2 separate regions of the Capsicum annuum genome follow, and region 2 is linked to region 1. Evidence: chromatin contacts called from public Hi-C data. All regions are on one chromosome and are shown on one strand. Each heading gives the region's core, a stretch centred on a gene start, on an enhancer-like site or on the middle of the called end of the contact. The rest is flanking DNA. Distances are from core to core; before and after follow the strand shown.

The links. A called contact is a pair of places that touch in the nucleus more often than the background predicts.
Region 2: a Hi-C map of bud shows a contact between it and region 1, with 4 times the contacts expected there. The contact joins the promoter of LOC107850897 here to the promoter of LOC107850912 in region 1. A contact is called at or near these places in 3 of 5 Hi-C or Micro-C datasets (bud, leaf and placenta).

What each region holds. Positions count from the first base shown.
Region 1 is chr1:252,569,419-252,576,999 of UCD10Xv1.1, reverse strand. LOC107850912 (calcineurin B-like protein 1) reads left to right here and starts at 5,594. Exons shown (of 8, transcript XM_016695742.2): 1 at 5,594-5,813; 2 at 6,940-7,096. The coding sequence starts at 7,061.
Region 2 is chr1:252,893,665-252,901,173 of UCD10Xv1.1, reverse strand. It overlaps LOC107850897, which reads left to right and starts at 4,186. Exons shown (of 1, transcript XM_016695707.2): 1 at 4,186-6,973. The coding sequence starts at 5,412. The coding sequence ends at 6,662. It overlaps LOC107857399 (light-harvesting complex-like protein 3 isotype 2, chloroplastic), which reads left to right and starts at 294. Exons shown (of 2, transcript XM_016702280.2): 1 at 294-530; 2 at 1,748-2,751. The coding sequence starts at 428. The coding sequence ends at 1,992.

The DNA.
Region 1 (7,581 bases), core at 4,345-6,844:
CACTGTGAGTATCAGACACCAAGAAACCAGAAAAAAAAAAAAAATCTAAATCCTTAAATTTTTCTCCAATTTTAAGAACCACAAACTTGAGAAATTAAAAAGACAAAAAGAATAAAGGCAACATGGATTAATGCACAACAAGTGTTAGAAGATCAAACAAGGGCCTATAATATTTCTAATTTCTTAATTCTTTGATTTGTGGCTCACATTTAACGAGAATATTATAAATAAATAAATAAATATTAGTCTAATTGAAAAATTATGTTCAAAGGAGAACTACTGAAAATAATATTCCAAAGTGAATTATTGAAATTCAAACTTTTATTTCTATGCTTTTATTGTAGTCTATTGTCCATTAGGGCATTCCATTACGTACTAGTTAGACAAAAACATGTGACTTGTTAAACTTATTGTTAATATAATTAATCTATAATAATGAAAATCATATTTAATTATACCTTGATTACTCAATATTTAATTAAGAAAGTCACCAAAGGAAGTGAAGACTAATTCAAGCTAATTCACCTATTCCAAAGAACAACAACCTACAATACATACAGTATATTCTCACTAAATGGGGTCAGGAGAAACTAACTGTATGAAGGTCATATCATTACTATAGAGGTAAGATAGAAAGATTATGTTCGATAGACGCTCGGCTCAAGATAAAATAATCTAGAAAAGGAATAGTAAAAAGACAAGATACAATAGTTACCACACCCAAAAATATCATAGACAGAATTTACCAAGTAATACAACAAATGATACAACATTCTGAAATAATACTAGTACTATCACTACTAACACTCAGGGGCGGAGCTACAGTTGAGATAGGGGCTCATCCGAACTCCTTTCGACGAAAAATTATACATATGTATATGGTTAAAATTATTTTTCATATATATATATAGTAGTTGACGAACCCTCTTAGATTAGTTTGCATGTTCACTTGTGAGTCTCCTTTGTGAAAATCCTGGCTCCGCCACTACTAACATGGATAACAAAATCCTCCTATCGACTAGTACTAACACACTCATTCCTACTATCCTTCTGCCCTAATCTGCATCCTCCATACCTTCCTACCTACTAACACCAACGCACTCATTCCTATTGTCCTTCTACCCTAGTCCACCTTCTCCACACATTTCTACCTACTAGCAGTGACGAACTTGTTTCTACTATCCTTCTGCTCAAATCAGTCTCTTCCACACTTTCCTACCTACTAGCACTGACACACTTGTTTCTACTGTCCTTCTTCCCTAATTCCCATCCTCCACACTTTTCTACCTACTAGCGCCGACACACTAGTTCCTACTGTCCTTCTACCCTAATTTGCATCCTCCACATCTTCCTAGCTACAAGCACTGACACGCTCGTTCCTACCATTTTTCTTCCCTCATCTGCATCTTCCACACCTTCCTTCCTACGAGCAGTGACTCACTCGTTCCTAGTATCCTTCTGCCATAATCTGCGTCCTCCACACCTCCCTACCTACTAGCACTGACACACTCGTACCTACCATTCTTCTGTCCTAATAATCTGCATCATTCATACCGTCCTACCTACTAGAACTGACTCACTCGTTTCTACTATTCGTCTGCCCTAATCTGCATCTTCCACACCTTCCTACCTACTAGTACTGACACACTCGTTCCTACTATCTTTCTGTCCTAATATGCATCCTCCACACCTTCCTACCTACTTGCGTTGACTCACTCATTTTTAATATTCTTCTGCTCTAATCTGTCTCCTCTACACTTCTCTACCTACTAGCACTGACGCACTCATTCCTACTGTCCTTCTGCCCTAATCCACCTTCTTCACACCTTTCTACCTACTAGCACTGACAAACTCGTTTCTACTATCCTTCTTCTCAAATCTGTCTCCCCCACACCTTCTTAGCTACTAGTACCGACACACTCGTTTCTACTGTTCTTCTGCCCTAATTCGCATCCTCCTCACCTTCCTACCTACTAGTACCGACACACTCATTCCTACTGTCCTTTTGCTCTAATTTACATCCTCCACATTTTCCTACCTACTAACACTGACACACTCGTTCCTACTATTTCTCTGCCTTAATTTACATCTCCACACCTTCCTACCTACGAGCAGTGACTCACTCATTCCTACTATCTTTCTGCCCTAATCTGCGTCCTCCACACCTCCCTACCTACTAGCACTGACACACTCTTTCCTGCCATTCTTCTGTTCTAATCTACCTCCTCCACACCTTCTTGCCTACTAGCACTGACGCACTCGATCCTACTGTCCTTCTGCTCTAATCCACCTCCTCCACACCTTATTACCTACTAGCACTGACGAACTCGTTTCTACTATCCTTCTGCTCAAATCCGCCTCCTCCACATCTTCCTACCTACTAGCACGACGCACTCGTTTCTACTATCCTTCTACTCAAATTCACCTCCTCTACATCTTTCTACCTACTAACACCGACGTACTCGTTCCTACTATTTTTCTGCCCTAATCTATCTCCTCCACACCTTCCTACTTACTAGCACTACGCACCTACTCCAAAGACAACCAAAAAAATTCAAATTACTAACATTGCAATTTCTATTACAATCTCTTGTCCACTACACTAATTTGTTCCATTACGTACTCATCAAACAAAAACATGTGACGACTTGGACTAATCGTTAACATTATTAATCTACAATAGTGAAAATCATATATAATTATAATACCTTAATTACTTAATATTTAATCAAAAAAAAATCATCGAACAAAGTGTAGATTAATTCAAGGTTAATTCATTTCACATCCCTAGGAGCATATTCTACAGGATATTGATATTGTTCTTGTAATTGGATTCTTTAGATTAACAAAAATCATATATAAATATAAATTATTTGATTTTTTAAAAAATATATAATCAAGAAGATTTTAAAAATTAATTAAGTGAATCTAATTCACCTCCCTAGGGAAAATATTCCACATGGCAATGAGATTACTCTTTTATTATTAAATTAAACACTTTGGTACGTATTTAATCAAGAAATTTATCGAATTAAGTGAAAATCAAATCGATTTAATTTACTGTTTAAAGGGAATATATCAAAGGACAGTGGGATTTTTCATTTACTATTTTACTATAATACTTTGAAGTTGCAAAAATTATTCAGTTAAGATCTGAATATATTTAGTATATAATCAAAAAGATTAGAGAATTAAGTGGAGATTAAGTTAATCTAATTCTCTAGGGGGTATATTCCACACAACATTGAACTTGTTCTTTTTATTAATTATACTTTATATAGTACCTTGGAGGTGCAAAAACACATATTTGTTTTTTGAAAAAAATAATAATTCATAAGCATATTATCATTGGTACACAATCTTACATATCTTTTATTTTCGTGTATGATTAATAACTCAACAATCGAACCAAAACCGATAACAATCAAATCGATAAATATATTAAATATTTGTTTTGGTTTGATTTTAATAATTTAAAAATCAATTATACTGATCTGACTTTGATCTTAACCGATTGTATTACTATTTTTTTTTTCTATTTTGGAGTAGAGAAATTAATGGTGGATTTATATATATATATATATATATATATATATAAGGCTCACTTTTGCAAATGAAATTTAAAAATGGATTCTACATACACAAGGACATGTTATGATTTATCTTTTAGGAATCTATCAAATTGTACAGATGAATATTACACTTTAAATCTATTAAGTGATATATTATTATTATTGAAGATAGGGTCCATAATTTACTTTTAAAAAAAAAACTTATAGAATCAACTTGGACCCCCGATTTTACAATCTTATACTTTAAACATGTTGATATTATACTTGATATAAGTATAAAATTACTATAGTTTTCATAATTTCAAGTATTTTATTTTTTATAAAAAGGAAATAAGCATTAAACACGTCGATTTTAGATTTGTAACGTATGTATGAATTTAATCGTAAGTAGAAAAAAACGCTTCTGATCTTATTTAGTAAATTTTTCAATTTTATGTATTTCATACAAAAGGAAATTAAATAAAAGGTACGATAGTAATTTGATCTCATAGTTATAAATAAAATTTGATTCTATTTATTGCGAGTTATCATATCTAACTAATCATATTAACTTCAATTAATTAGAAATATATATTTTTAATCTTTTTATGTACTTATACTTTTTTTAGAACTATATTATCTTCGAAAATGGAGTAACAATGTGAGGTTGATATAGCAAATAATAAATAATTAAATGGTGGACCAACTAATAATCATGATAAATTTGTATATCGATATTTATGAGAAAAAAAGATCTAAAGTGCATGTGACAATTAATTGAAGGTCAAATGTGTTTAATTTGATCGAGCATCACAAGGATTAATTAAAAATTTACTAAAAAATGAGGGACCAAAATTTTATAAAATGACATAAATTCATATAAAAATATATTGAAGGTCGGGGATTAGAGTAGAAGAATAATACCTTGAGCGTTGTCTAATTCTATTTTCATTTTTATTATTACTCTCGTTCTATCTTATTCTTTGATTTTAGTATTATCTGATGTTTCATTTATTTCAATTATCGTATTACTTTGTCGTTGTTATTGTTCGCTTCTTCATTATTTTCCATATAACTTTTCCGCTAACGTATTTGTTTTACATACTTATGATTTACTCGAGCTGATCTTCTATCAAAAATAATGTTTCTACCTTCATAAAAAAGAGGGATAAGCCTAAGTACACACCACTCTCTCCCATAGCGGCGCAGACAAAAATTTGACGAATAATATACAATTTTTTTCTCAATTGAGTTATAATTATGCAAAATTAAATACACACTTATAATAACTATTTTTCAATATCTTTACCCCACATAAATTTTCGACCAAAAATATGCGCCAAATCATCTAAGGTGGCTCCGCCCATGCTTTCAATACCTTTCCTATTAAATTACACCGAACATATTATCATTATAGTAAACTTGCTTAGTCAATTAAAATCATAAACATATATACACCTTAAGTTACCATATTTACATAAATTTTCACCCTTACAAAGTAATTACAAAATTTCAACTAATTATTATCTTCGTTAGATGTATTGAGAAACTAATTATGTATCTTGACAGGCTCAAAATCGAAAAAAAAAATCGAAAACTAATTATATATATCTTTAGAAAGAAAAAAATGTATCTTTGTTGCATGTACCGGGAACTAATTATGTATCATGACAGATCCAAAATCGAAATTTTCAGTAATTATGCAAAATGTCGGAATATACTATAATTAAATTTCAAACTATCGGGATTTATGTTGTTTGCCCATTTTTAATCTAAAAATTATCATTATAATAAACTTGTTTAGACAATTTTTAATCTAAAAATTATCATTATAGTAAACTTAATATTAGTCAATTTTTAATCTAAAAATAGCATAATTACATAATTAGTAATTAACCTTATCCAATAAAACAAATTTTTTACCCGTGGTTAAACCGCGGTAAACTCCTCGTCCTAACTTCCTAATCATCCACGCTCTTTTGTCGAGCGTGTTCTTCACTCTCCAACCATATTTTTATATAAATTCTGTTAGTTTTCTTCTTCTTTCTCATTCTCCTTCTTGGGGTGTCTTCAATTTTGGTTTCTCCCACTATTTTCCTCTCCTATATATAAACACAAAAATATATACAATTTTCTATATACATTATATAAATATCAATTCTTGAAAACACTCTATTTTTCTCTTTGAAGAACTTTGTATTTATTCAGAAATTAAAGTTCTGTTTAAAGGAAGGGAAATTTCATCTGGGATATATTTATTTTGTAAGTTTTTATAATACCCATTTTTTTTGTGTGTTTTTTAATGATTGTTTGATGTTTCAAGATTTGTAGGTATTGGTTTTTGTGTTAGGATTACCTCTTTGGTGTTTTTAGATGATGGTGTTTCATATATTTTGAATAAGAAATGAATTTTGAAATTTTTTATGTTAAAGTTTTGATTTTTTACTTTTTTTTTTGTTTGGGATATGTTGGAAGTTTTTGTTCTTCTTTGAAATGATTTGGAGCCTGGAGGGTGGTGGTTTGTGTGTGGGGGTGGGGGTGGGGGGATAGTAGACAATCAATAATGTGTGTGAATTTCAAACTAGCTGAAGTTCAGCTCTTTGAGTAATTTTTTTTTAATCTCTTTGAATCATTTATATATAATTGGATTCAGTTGATTCTAATATTTACATTTATATACAATTTTGAAGTTTTTCATGTTAAAAGTTTTGATCTTTTACTTTGTTTTTTGGATATGTTTTTTGTTCTTCTTTGAAATGATTTGGAAGGTAGGGGAAGTTTTTGTTCTTCTCTGAGTATCAAGCAATGATTTTTTTCTGCAAAATTTTTGGTTCTTTTGTTAGATTTTCTATGGAAGGGTTGGAGGTTTGGGGGGGGGAGAGACGGGGGAGGGGGGGGGGAGGTGTTCCTCAATTTCAAATTTAGTTGAAGTTCTGGTCTTTGAATCATTTAGGCTAGTATACAATTAAGAAAATGAAAAGAACAAAAAAAACTAGTAGTATTATTTTCTTGCCTTTTAACTTTTAAATGCCAAAATCCTCTGCATGAATCATGTCATTTTGATCAAAGAAGTAACTTGTCATTATTTATTACTGTTCCTCCATCAACTTCCTTCATTTTCTCCTAGGCTTTTTAATTGTGTGGTTGGAAATGTAGTTTAGTGAAATCCTGCCCGATGAGTTCATATAGTATCGTTAAGAGTTATTGCAATTTAGTTGTTTGGTCTATAGCAAGAAACTTATATGGAGGATGTATGTTGGTGTTACCTATCCATAGTGGTTTTGTGTTTTGTAATTGAGAGTTGATATAATTATTATATAGTGTATTGGTATGTGAATTTCGGTTTTCTAATTTGCAAGGCTAAAATGGTTTCGATGATATATTGCAGAGTTCTAGTAAAGCTGGTCGGTAGGCGCCATTCTAGTTGTGTGATTCCTCCTTGGTCTCCGTTTTCAAGAAGATGGGCTGTTTTAGCTCTAAGGTGGCAAGACAACATCAGTTTCCTGGTTATGAAGATCCCGTATTCCTGGCATCACAAACAGCATGTGAGTTACTCGTTACTGATCTTGGTTCGGTTGAGGTTTTTTGGATGTGTACAAATTGATTTAATAGAGTTGGAACTTGTCGTGTGAATCGGGTAAGTTTTGATACGAAGAAAAAAGTAAATTTTGAGGGAAGTTAAAGTAATGAATGATCGTTAACTTCCTTGCTATCTTTTAAGTTGCTAAATCCGTTAACAGAGTTAATTCTTGTTTTTTTTTTTTCACTGTCATCTGTCCTGAGCCGGGGGTCTATCGGAAACAGCTTCTCTACTTCATCTGAGGTAGTGGTATGGACTGCGTACACTTTACCCTCCCCAGACCCCACTTTGTGGGAATACACTGGGTATGTTGTCGTCGTTGTTGTTGTTGTTGTAGAGTAATTCTTGTTTTAGAGCAAGACAGTACATCTGCTGTTATTTTAGAAATAGGTGGGAGTAACACGTTGAGAGTTTGGAATTAGATTTGATGTTAGAACAAGTGAATTTCCT
Region 2 (7,509 bases), core at 2,937-5,436, 330 kb before region 1:
CAACTATATTAATCTGTTGGCATAATATTTCATGCACAAAGATGAAGCTCTTGCAATTAATCCAAAACAAGGTCTGTCACCTTTGTGGGGGTAGAGAGTTTGTTTTCGTTAGACCATGTTGCCTCCATTTTTTGGCTAATACCGTTTGATATATTATTTTTCAAGTAATTCTTCAGCTCACAGATAGATATTACATGCTCCGAAAAGTCAAAATATCTCAAGTCGGCAGGTGAGGAGCCTTTGTCACTCCTGGATTCGAACCTCATTGAGGTGATTTTATTTTTAAAATTTTTTAAACACTCATTATCTTTAAATACTGAATCCATCACTATCAGTGAGAACTTATTACTACAATAACAACAACAACCTACCTTTGTGGGGGTAGAGAGCCTGTTTCTGTTAGACCGTCCGTTCACCGTGGACTAGAATGTATTCCCAGATATTCTTAATCTTGCACCTTGGCTGGTTTGGATTGAACTCGAGTGAGAGCGATCTTAGATATGATATTACTGAAATGAAGACAGAAGCAGGTATTGGATGTAACTAAAACCAGAAATATCATTTTTGCACTATTTGTCCTGCATAATTTTTCAACGATGGGATTCAGGTGAACCCCTTTCTCTCTTACTAGCTTCGCGCAATAATACGTTGACTTACTTGGTTTAAGTGAAGGGGAGCATTGGAGTATAACTGATGAAATTGTTGTCATGTGACCCTAAATGTAAGATAAGGCTGCGTACAATACACTCTTATGATGGACCCTTTCTCGAACCTTGCACATAGCAGGAGCTTTAATGCCTTTTTTTTACTTGGTTTAAGATTTAAGTTGGTTGTGCCTAATGATAGTAGACATTATCAATGTCTTCTTTTCGTCCAATTTTTGGAATTTATCACGTTCGAACAATTGTAAGGCTGCGTACAATAGACCCTTGTGGTCGGTCCTTTCCCGGACCCTGCGCATAGCGGGAACTTAAGTGCACCGGCTGCCCTAACCATTGATCCCTGTGCTTTTCGATACTTCAATTATTCCTTGGTGGGCTTGGATAAAGAGGTTCCATCTTCCTGAAGCAGAAAAACTAAATAGTTTGCTCATATCCCTTTTCCTTTTTCTTGATAAGTAATTTGAGTTTCATTAATTGCACCGAGTTGCAGGGGCGGAGCCACCTTTGGCTCAGGGGTTTATGTATATATAGTTGGCGTTGAATTCTCTTTGGCTAGTTTGTATGTTTACTTTTGAACTCCCTAAGGAAAATTCCTAGCTCCGCCATTATCGAGTTGATTGCGAACATGTACAGCAGAAAGACTTTTCGACCCCTCAAATATGCAGGGAATCCAAAAAGTTGATGAATTTACATCCAAAAGGAACTGGATGTTACACCAAGATTGGAACCTAACATTTTCAAGATCCTACTTTTTAAAACATACACTGTTGAAGACTTGTTTTCGAAACATCTTCTATTTCTTTCGTACCATGAGGACCAAAAAATTCAAAATTGGACACTATTTTTCTACTTTTATTATCTAGCGGTGTGTTTGTTTGTTATACTGTTATCTGTCCTTGAGTCGGGGTTCTATCGGAAACAGTCTCTCTACTTCATCTAGGTAGTGGTATAGACTTCGTGAGAAACCACTGGGTATGTTGTTGTTGTTGTTCTTCGTTTTCTAACCGTTCCAGCTTTGAACTGTCTCTTTTAGAGTTTAAGGAGGTTCATACCGTTTTTCCTTGCTATTGTTTCCTCTTATACAGGTCGTGCTGCAATGATTGGTTTCTTTATGGCCTACTTTGTCGATAGCTTGACTGGTGTAGGCCTCGTCGAGGGGAACTTCGCTTGCAAAACACTATTGTTTGTTGCGGTGTCTGGTGTCCTCTTGATCCGCGAGAACGAGGATTTAGAAACTATCAAAAAGTTGCTGGAAGAGACTACTTTCTATGACGAGCAATGGCAAGCGTCGTGGAAAGAGGAGACCTCAAGCAATTTGAAGGAGTCTTGAGATCGTTCCTCGTATAGCATTAGTTTTCATATACGAAAGAATGTAATCCGGTAGTTCTTCTATGCCAGTCGAAGGAGAATATGTTAATCGTATTCTCCATTTAGTTGTAGTTGCCATGTAACTTGTTAGATGGACTTGGAAACAGCCTCTGACAGAAATGCAAGGTAAGGTAAGGCTGCATACAATACACCCTTGTGATAGGGCCCTTCTCTGGATCCTGTGCATAGCTGGAGCTTTTTCATATACGAAAGAATGTAATCCGGTAGTTCTTCTATGCTAGTCGAAGGAGAATATGTTAATCGTATTCTCCATTTAGTTGTAGTTGCCATGTAACTTGTTAGATGGACTTGGAAACAATCTCTGGCAGAAATGCAAGGTAAGACTGCGTACAATACACTCTCGTGGTGAGGTCCTTTTCCGAATCCGGCGTATAGCGGAAACTTTAGTACACCGGACTGCCCTTTTTATCTTTCAAAAATTCTGCAGCAACCCCTTGTTACTGGTTCTTGTTTGATCAATGGGTTGATAATAAACAATGGTTGTAACACTTTGATCAATGAGCATATGTTTACTTGTTAATGATGCTTTGGCATGACAGAATCAAAGTAAAAAAAGTGGTTGATTCAATCTAAGTTGCTAGTCCTCTCTAAAAGATATTGTCAATTGCGTGTTGAATCTTTCAAAAGTTGTGCATTTATGAAGGACTAGACACCAGTACGGTAATATTATCGGAGGGTTCGAGCAACATATTCTACTTGTAGTTGTTGAGTTCCTATTATTATGGGTTACTATAACGGGGTCGTTTGGTAGGAGGGATACGGGATAACTAATTTTAAAATTAATTTATAGATGAGCTTATTCCATATTTGATTGAGATAAAATGCATGGGGGAACTAATCCAGAAATTAGTTATCCCGGAATTTTAGTGTTATTTTTATCCCTTCTTGAAGGTGGATAACTAATTCTGAGATTAATAATAACCTTGGGATAAAATATAGGATTCATTTATCTTGAGTTTGGTTGTAGGTATTAGTTAGTTTCAGAATTATTTATCCCACTATTTATACCTTATTGATGGGATATGTTATCCCATATGCATGGTGGGTTAACTAATTCCGAGATAGCTAATCCCTGAATAATTAATCCCAAGATAACATGTTCCCAACTAAACGACCCCTAAGTTCTCTATATTTATTTTTGAATTTTGAATAGCCATTTTTAAATTTAAATTCAAAATCATTAATTAAACATAAGAAAATTATATTTATTTTACTAATTTAACTTAAACTCAAGGAAAAAAACAATTCAAATGCATTAAATCTCTTTCTATATATAGAGATCAAAAAATGATTAGACCACAAAGGTATATTGTACTATTCAATTTTATTCTGCATTTTTATAAAAAATTGTTTGTACAATTTAAACTCATAACCTTCTGATTTCTACGTGATGCTAATTTTATCAATTAGGTCGAAGCTCCCCTATCTCTTACTATTAGAAATAAAAAGATTTTATTTATTTCACCACTTAAAAGTAGCATGGTAGTGATAAAAGTTTAGTGGTGGAGTAGGTGCTACTTCCGAATGGAGTCCTACTTGGCACGAATCTAAATTAATCGAATTTTAATATTGATATCGAACACCGAATGAGAACGAATCTAAATTAATCGAATTTTAATATTGATATCGAATGAGAAATAAAAAAAAAAGTTGCAGGTGTGGGCACCATAATGATAAAGATGGGGGGCAATTTTTGTCAATGAAGCCACCCATATTACTGGCCGCTCCCTACATCTGTCCACCGTACCATACCATATAGTAGTGTGAATGTGTGATAATAGGACATTGCACTAAGCAATCTAGTCATGGGCTTGTTTTTATCACAAAAACAACAATTGCTACCTAGATGGGTTGTCGAGACGGTGAGACTGTTTTATTTTTAATTAGAAATCTCAGATTTAAATTTTTTTACGAAAAATATTATCTTTTAGAATGAATTTAGCAATGCACGATCTGAATTAATCGAGTTAGCCTAATTCTTAATTAGAGATTTTAGATTTAGATTCTTGTATGGAAAGCAACATTCTTCAGAATGAGTTTAGCAATACGTGATCTAAATTAGTCGAGTTAGCTTCATCCTTGATAAGAGATTTTAGATTCAAATTCTTCTATGTGAAGCATCATTTTTCAGTTTGAACTTAGCAAAAGCACGATTTGAATTAATCAAAACTCATATGCAAATATTAGATACTTAACAAGAAAACAAAAGAAAATCCAACCCCTAGTGGGTAGTGGGTGGTAGATTGGTGGAGTAGGTGTAGGAGTAGCTAATGCACATCCTTTTGTGCACGTTAGCATCATCAAGACGCGCACTCTCTCTCTCCCTTCATATTTTGGTGTGTCATCACTCAACATAATCCCACCCACCTATTGCCAAAATTCTATGTTTACCTCCCATCACCCCTCACTCAATACACACCTCTTACCTCTCAACATCATCATTCAACAACCTCAACCTCCACCACTTACCACCTCATCACATTTGCTAATTTGCACCTCTACCCCATCCCCCCTAACCCCACCATCCCACCACCCTCATCATGTTTCAACATCATCATCATACAAGTACAACAACCTCAACCACCCCACCACCTTTGCTATCTTGTTCCTCTCTAACACTAGTCATTCCCCCTCACTCACCATCACTCCCATCTCATTGTTTGTCTCAACATCAATCATGCAACAACCTCAACCACCCCATCACCTTTGTTATTGTGTCATCTAATTTTAGGAGATTCATTCAATCATCAAGTTGCTTGCTTGGCACCTAGCCATGTCAAGAACCATCACCACCCTAGTTCTTTTTTTATCTCACTCATCCATCAATCATACCACCCATACCCACAATCACCACCCCCTATTTTCCTATTCCTTTTATACTCTCATCCATCATCATCATCATACAACCACCCTACCATCTTTGCTATCTTGCACCACTATAGCACTACCCCACACCCACTATCACCACCCCTACTTTCCTATTCCTTTTATATCTCTCATCCATCATCATCATACAACCCACACCCACCACCCACCACCCACCACCCACCACCCACCACCCACCACCCTACCACCTTTGCTATCTTGCACCACTATAGCACTACCCCACACCCACGATCCCCACCCTACCACCTACCACTAACCCACGCACCATCACCACCTTATTTTCCTATTGACACCTTTTATCTCACTCATCCATCATCATACACCCACCCCAACCACCTCCCACCACCCCACCACCTTTGCTATCTTACACCACTCTACCACTCCCCACATTTCCTCTTCCTCCTTTTATATCTAATCCTCCCAAACCAAAACTCCACAAACTTTTTCTAAAACACAAATCCCTCCCATTAAACGATGTCGTCTAACGTCGAATCCAGCATCGCCGTAACCGAAAATCCCTCACCGGAAGAAAAATCACCACCACCACCACCACCGTCAGCAGCGGCGGCGCCGCCACCAGTCCGGCGATTTCCACCACCGTGTTGGACACAAGAAGAAACACTAGCTCTTATCGACGCTTACCGTGATCGGTGGTACGCTCTCCGCCGTGGCTACCTCCGTACCGCCGATTGGGACGCGGTGGCAGCCACCGTAACCAGCCGTTGCCCTGACGCATCTCCGGCGAAAACCTCAGCTCAGTGCCGCCACAAAATGGAGAAACTTCGTCAACGTTACCGTGCCGAAAAGCAACGATCCCTCTCCTGCCCTACTGGTAGGTATTTCTCCTCGTGGTTCTTCTTCGATAACATGGATGCAATGGAGAATGGTACAACTGTTGCAGCAATTAGATCAAATATTCAGCAACAACAACAACAGAATTCAGAGAAAAAAGAATTTATGTCTATAATTGATCATAATTTACTGAAACTGAAGATCAATACGAAGAATGCTACGGAGGATTTGCCTCCGAATTTCATGTTTAATCATGCTTTAGCTGGAAGAAACTCAGAAACAATTGATTTCCCCACCACCAGGGTTCCACTGAATGGTTATTGTGGATATAAAGGTGAGGAAAATATGCATAATGTTGAGTATGCAAGTGGTTTTAGGATGAAAAATGGGATTTCAATGAAATCGAAGCGAAATGGATATGAGCAAGGGGGAATTAAAGGTGGGAATTTTGCGATGAATAATAATACTTCGAGTTTTTGTGATGAAGGAAGTGAATATAATGGAAGTAATAATAATAATGGTAGTGATGGTTACCATATTAGGAATATGGCAGGTGTTTCGAGTTCAAGGAGGAGTTATAATAGTGGGAATGTTGAACAACAACAACAACATAATGTTGATTCGAGGTTTGGTTCTGGTGTGTCGAAGTTCGGGAAGAAGGGGGGAGGTAGTAGTGTAGGGGTGAAGAGGGGGAGGGATCCGGTGGAAGAAATGGTTTTATCGATTAAGATGTTAGGCGAAGGGTTTATTAAAATGGAGAAAATGAAGATGGAAATGGCGAAGGAAGTGGAGAAGATGAGAATGGAGATGGAGATGAAACGTAATGAGATGATACTCGAATCACAGAAGCAGATTGTGGAAGCGTTCGTGAAGGTCTTGAGTGAGGTTCACAAGAACAACAAGAATGTGAAGACTGTTTCACCTGAATCATAGCTCTTAAGGGCATTGAAATGATGACAATAACGCCCCAATCTCAAACAAGTTGGAGTACGCTCGTTCTGTGCTTGAAAATTTGCTGTCTATTTCTGACTTCGTGTGATCATCATAGTTGATCAAAGTTGTAGCCTTTTAGGTCTGTTTTCATTTTCCTTGCAATCTGTAACATATAGTATTGTGTACAGCTACTAGTTTTAGTAAGTAGTAGTTGTTATTTATATAGTAATGTGTTGTACGACTATAAGAAGTGAGGGATTTATCTTGAGCTGATTCATAAAGAAATGTTGCAACTCTTTTGCCTTCATCAATTGGTATGCTGCGTTAGCTTTTTTGGTAGTTGCTTTCAATGCTTATGTGGCCCCTTAAACTTGAAGTGAGATTCATTATTTCTGGAGGGCATTGGAACGACGACGACAATGCCTCAATCCCAAACAAGTCGGATTACATTGGTTTTGCAGGTTCTTGATTTACATTTGCCGTCTATTTCTGACTTGTGTGATCATCATAGTTGATCAAAGTTTTAGCCTTTTTAGGTATGTTTGCATTTCCAGGCGATCTTTAACGTATAGCAATATGTACAGCTACTAGTTTTAATAAGTAGTAATTGTTATTTATATAGTATTGTGTAGTAGTAGGAATGTAAGAAGTGAGGAGGGATTTATCTTGATCTGATTCTTAAAGAAATGTTGCAACTTTGCTGCCTTCATCAATTGGTTTATGCTTTACTTTTGTTGGTGTTTGCTTTGAATACATACGCGGCCCCTTAAACTTGTCTGGATTTTTTGTTTAGTCATCTGAACCAAGGCTTTGTGGTACTTGAAGTGAGATACATCAGGTGAACGAT